Regions from separate parts of the Mus musculus genome. Here region 1 is linked to region 2. A link is a contact called in public promoter capture Hi-C data. All regions are on one chromosome and are shown on one strand. The core of a region is the stretch at or near the end of the contact, and the rest is flanking DNA. Distances in the headings are between cores, read along the strand shown. Region 1 holds the start of Tbx19 (T-box 19). Region 2 holds the start of Dnm3 (dynamin 3).

Region 1 (3,053 bases), core at 182-2,681, 2.7 Mb after region 2:
CAACAGCTCTCACGTTCATAATCCTCCCAGCTGTACAAGGGACAGCTCTCTTTCGTTGCTGTGTTTTATTCATAATTACAAAGCTAAGACACCAGAAATTGAAGGCTTTTTATCAACGACAAAAGTCAGCCTGAGGTTCAGCTAATTTCAACTTTTCTCTCTAAGCAAAATTTCTCTCAAGGTGTAAGAAAAAGAGTCTGGGCTCAACTAACACTACTGAAAATGTCCTTCGGGTACTTTGTGTCCATAGGTACCCAAAGATGTGTGAGCATGCAGTGGGAGTCTCTTTCAAAACATTTGCATCTCCTCTGCTAAGCTCAAGCTTTAAAGTTCCCTCAAAGGCGCCTAACAGGCTAAGCTTCACAGGATCTGAGAAATGCCAGCAGGGAGCGGTATGGACAATCCCCACTCTTTGCAGGGAGAATGAAAGAAGAAAACTTCTCTTTCCTAAAACTGGGCATTAGAGCTTCATTCCCTATTATACGCCAGCTTTCCTAACTATGTGAAACACACAATCGAAACTCATTCTCCCTCAACATGCACAAGGAAGCAGGCAGAGAGAGATAGGCCATGTGGCCCTTTCAATCCCAGTCTTCAACTAGTCAAAATCGTCTGACAGACAGGTGTGCTGTGCTTAAGAACAAACTATCCAGTTTCCAAATAAAGTCAACTTTCACATTATCTGAACAGGACTGAACACAGGTCTGCTCCAGGGGACACAGTCATTCAAAAATTAATACCAGTTTCTGACAGTTGAGTCCACTTCCCCAATGCATGGGGCATGCTCCCCTGCAAAATAATTCCCCATATAATACATGTAGGTAAGACAGGTGGCCTCCATCTTCCACTGCTCTGATTATCTCAAAGAAATTAAGTTGGCTGAGTGACGGCCAGCCGAGACTGTCTTTAAGATGTTCAGAGCCTGCTGCCTCTGAACGAAGAGTGGTAGCCTCTTTACTACCAAAGGTGTCTTACCTTCCTCGCCAAGCAAAGGCTAGCACAAGTGGGCTGCAGTCAAACTCACCTGCCGTTCTTGGTCACGATCATTTCATTAGTGACTTCCTTGAATCTCTGCCAGAGGGGAGCATCCTCCAGGATGATCTGAAGTTGCTTCTCTGTAGGGTCTCCCTTCTCCCTCCCTGCCTGGAGCTCACTTTCCACCACGTTAAGCAGGCGAGACACAGTGCCTTCGCCAGCCTTCTGTGTGGCCAGTTCACTCATGGCTGTAGACCCTTTCAAACTTTGCTGAGAGCCGTTCCCACTTTCTCTGCCTCCGGCTCCTTCCTTCCCTCACTTGCTGGCTTTTCGACCCCAGCTGGTCAGTGTCTGGGAGTAGAATAAGATGCCTTGGCTCTTGCTAAAGCTTCCAGTGTGACACCCCTGAAAGTCTCCAAATTATACCACCAACCTGTTAAGCTTCAGTTGGGGAGCAGGGAGGAGAGGGTGGGGGGAGGTGGAGAAGAAAAAGCGCTCTCTTAATTACTCACTGGATCAGGTGGGAGTCAGCCTGGCTTTCCCATTGGCCGCCCTGCCTACAGTAGACGTTTAAGAAGAGTACTCCATCCAAATTATCAGGCTTTTATCTTGTTGTACCTGAAGAGGTCTAATCGGTGTATTGAGGACCGTTTTCCCGTTAATTAAAATTATTCCAGGCCCGGACTGCAACAATCAGTCAAATCATGTCTGCGTATAAATTGTGGCATGTGGCACCTATAGAAAAGGAGGTGCTGGCAGGGGAGCCACAAACTTGCTGTCTGGGCAAGCTGTCCTGGCAGAGTAGTCAGCTGAACTCCCTCCACCCTGATCTAGCAACTTGAACAGACACAGAAGCCCTGCAGACAAGAGCAGTCTATGCTGAGGGTGAAGGGCTCTGTGCCAAGATACAAGACCTGAGAATAAAGGAAGTCTCTCTGCATGCTACACTCAAGAAACTGAAGTCAGGAGGAAAAGAACTACAGACCTCTTTCCCCTAGGGAGCTCCTCTGTCATCTCCCCACTGACTGTACCCACCCACATTCACACCCTTTTTACCTCTAAGGTCCTTTTCATTTTCAGCTTTGAACTTTGATCTTCCTCCCTCGAATCCAGACCCCTAGTCTCTCTTATCTCCAGTCCTAGTGAAAGGAAGGGGGAAAGTAATTTGTCCTGAACTATTCTAAGAAAAACTCTGCGCCTCCTGGGTGGGAATCAACGTTTTACATCATTGGACTGAGTGATGCTAATCGTTGGTCCAAAAAGGCTCCCAGTTCTCTTTTGGGACAGCCGTGGCCAACGCTGTCCTTCCGGATTGAGTCCCGCTATTCCCTGAGGATGTAATTAGTAGAAACGGTTACTTCTCCTAAAGACACAGCACAGGGTGGCTGGATGGGGAGGTAGAAACCATGAAGGAGACCATCAAAACAGCTGGAACACCCCAACCCTAGGAGAGCCTAGGGTGCTGGTTTATCTTGTTATAAAAGAAAACAAGAATGTCAGAGCAATGGGGAAATAAAAGCAGAAAACTTAGGGGGAGTCTGAATGTGGAGGATGCCAAACATGAACTGAGTACCTACTAAGCACTCCACAGAAGTGATAGAAGAGAAGCGATATCTTCGTAGAACGACCCATCTGACAGGGGAAAGAAGTGACATGAAGTAGTTTGGTTATCAGCCACGGTAAGAAAATAAAGATCATGCAAAAGGACGAAGTGGTGGAGGAAGCCATGCAAGGTGAGGCGGGGCTGGGGTGGGGAGGGTCCTGATTAGATGCTGTGCTGTAGAAAGGCGATTTGAGAAGGCATCTCAACAGTGACGGAAAGGACACAGAGAAAGTTGAGTATCCAGAAGAGGGGACCCAGTAGTCATGGCTAGGACCAGGCAGGGACCTGCTAGAGGGCAGAGTAGTAGGACTCACTGCTCAAGGGGGAAATGTGGGCAGCACTGAACTGGGTATGAGGGAACCAATGTCTAGCATGATGAATTAGTCCACTTACTGAGGCAAAGAAGCTGAGGGGGATGGGGACTCAAGCAGAGCCACACTTTATTTGGAAATTGATGTTGCAATTCTATACATAT
Region 2 (2,700 bases), core at 147-2,646:
GCTTAAGGAATGCAAGAGGATTGGTGGGGGGCGGGAGGGGGGAGGCGGCGCATGGCATAGAAAGAGTGCAAGAGAGATGCTGGTCAGTTCTGAGATGGTGCAGGAATGACAAGGCACCTGAACATCGCAAGTCCACGGTCATCCCTGGAGGTCTCGGGTTTTCAGTCATGCCTGAGCAGTGAATGGGTGCACACTCATAAACACACCACCGTTTATTCTTCAGCTCCCAAGGCGAATGGTAGGCAAGCATCTCCCCGTAAGCCTTCACCACAGGGATTTCGGGGTTCACACACCCCGCCTCCCCTGCTCGGGGCAGGCGATGACTGTTTCAAACAGTGTAAGCCTTCACCACAGGGATTTCGGGGTTCACACACCCCGCCTCCCCTGCTCGGGCAGGCGATGACTGTTTCAAACAGTGTAAGCCTTCACCACAGGGATTTCGGGGTTCACACACCCCGCCTCCCCTGCTCGGGCAGGCGATGACTGTTTCAAACAGTAAACAGCTGAGATGAGAGTCAGGGACAGGGGATGGGGGGCCGGGGCGGCGGGGGGGTGGGGTGGGGGAGAGGGGGGTGTGGACGAAGAAGGAGGGGTACATCCCGGCTGAGAGCTTCCAGGAGAGTGACAGGGAAAGGAGAGGGGTGTTGAGAAAGAGAACTGGCGACTGGAAAGCACCAGGCTGCGCTTCCAGGCTGCCAGGGGCTGGCGCGCACCAAGCCAGCGAGGGAAGTGGATCCCAGGGCGTACCCCGACTCCCCCACCGAGGGTGGGGAGGAAATGGCTTTGTATGGCAGGATGAAAGGCAGACAGGGGGTCACCACCGGGTAGAGAATGCTGGGGCGAAGGATGCTCAGAGCAAGGAGGACCCCGCCCGCTCTAGAAACACTAGTGCTCTGCCTCCAATCCGCTGCAGCCTCTAGTCCACCCTCGGGGCTCCCCACACCGTTCCATGTTCCAACGGCCTGAAGCACGGGGCTCCCCCCACCCCCACGGACGCGCCCCCACCGCGCTCCCGGTGCGCTCACCTGCCCACGAAATTCTCGAGCACTGAGCTCTTGCCGGCGCTCTGGCCGCCCACCACGGCGATCTGTGGCAGCTCTAGCAGACAGCTCTGTCCCAGAGCCGAGAAAGCGTCCTGCAGACGGTTCACCAGAGGGATCAGCTCTTCCATCTCCCGGTTCCCCATCTTGCCTGTGCGGCCAACTGCCCCACAGGTCCCTGTTCGACTGTGTGACCTGGCAGGCAGCCCAGGCCTCGAAGCACTTGTCCCGGTTGTCGCTGTGCGGGGCTCACACGGCGGAGTCCCTGCACCGATGTCCGATCCCTGCCTCCCACTGCTAGGATCCTGACAGCTCACAGCCCACGACGCGCTTGCGCAGCCCAGAGAGGCGAAGGAGGCGTGGCCTGGTCCTGAGACGGTCACGCCCACACCACGCCTCTCGCCCTGCTTCTCCCTAGAGTTTCCAATCCTACTGGCCTACGGTTGGACTGCCTCCCAGCTTCAGTCAGATGCCACTGCCCAGGCTAAAGGGCAGAGTACTGCACTTGGTCAAGGAAAAGCCTAAAATCACACCCAACAGGAATTGTTGTTCCTTTTGAAGGAGCTAAACCACACAGACGAAGCCTAGAGGAAAGCACTACCATCTACCATCAGCTAACAGCACGTTGACATCAGCTTCACCATGCACCACCACCACTGTACGCACCAGAATACATTTCCCAAAAGGAAATCTCACATTTCACCCCCTACTCCAAAACCCCAGATTGCTGTGGGATGCAGAGATAAACTGGCCTTTTAGAGTCAATCCCCATTAGAAAACTGGGTTACCTGACCTTATTGAAGTACTCATCATTACCAGCCTGTCCTACTCTACCTTCTGTAAGCTAAAGTGTAGTTCCTTGAACCTTTCTGTTCCCTACTCCTACCATACTCATTCTGGCTTTTAGAATTCCTTGCCTGAGCTAACTGTCCTTTTAGCTCCTGGTCAGGACAAAGAGATTGGCTGTTGAGTCCATTGTAACCACGCAGTCTGCACTCGATCCGTTAAATTTAGCACACTGAGAAGAGTCTGTGCCCGGAGATGGAGACACGAAGATAAATGGCCATGGTTCTTCACCTCCTTATCGTGGTCCTGTTTCCTGTGCATTTTGAATACTGATACCTCTCAGGATTTAGTGCGCAATATTTACTTGTCCTGCACATCTTCCATCTGATGATTGCCCAATGGCTTTAAGTAACCTAAAGACTAGAGACTACATAGGAAAATGTGTTGCATCTCTAGCACCCTGGGGTCTTCACTGTCACTTAGGCATCACCATTGCACTATTGCCCTTCTAGGACAACAGTGAACCAAGTCTGAGCCTGCCCCACGTTTCCTAGGCTCGGTGGCTCTCTGGATATGCTATATGATAGCTGAGTCAGTCTTTCACTTTTCATGCCTGCAAAACCAGTACCACATGGAGTACAGAGCCATGCTTTGCTGCCGGTTTGGGATGGAAACTTTGGACCACTATTGCAGCAACCTCTACGCACTGACCCTGAGGAGCTGGTGGCAGGGACGTCTGTGGCAGAAGAGGGTGGAGGCTGGTCATATTGCATCTATAGTCAGAAGGCAGAGTTAAACGGATGCTGATCATCAGCTACCTTTGTCCTTCCTAGGCAGTCAGAAATCTCAGAAATCCCAACACGTGGAGTAGTCC

What was found. Promoter capture Hi-C pulls out the DNA fragments that hold promoters and counts their contacts.
Region 1: a promoter capture Hi-C map of hippocampal neurons shows a contact between it and region 2, with 7 times the contacts expected there. The contact joins the promoter of Tbx19 here to the promoter of Dnm3 in region 2.

What each region holds. Positions count from the first base shown.
Region 1 is chr1:165,159,342-165,162,394 of GRCm38.p6, forward strand. Tbx19 (T-box 19) reads right to left here and starts at 1,432. Exons shown (of 8, transcript NM_032005.4): 1 at 1,025-1,432. The coding sequence starts at 1,221.
Region 2 is chr1:162,476,638-162,479,337 of GRCm38.p6, forward strand. Dnm3 (dynamin 3) reads right to left here and starts at 1,397. Exons shown (of 21, transcript NM_001038619.2): 1 at 1,026-1,397. The coding sequence starts at 1,186. It overlaps Gm31985 (a long non-coding RNA gene), which reads left to right and starts at 29. Exons shown (of 3, transcript XR_373653.3): 1 at 29-238.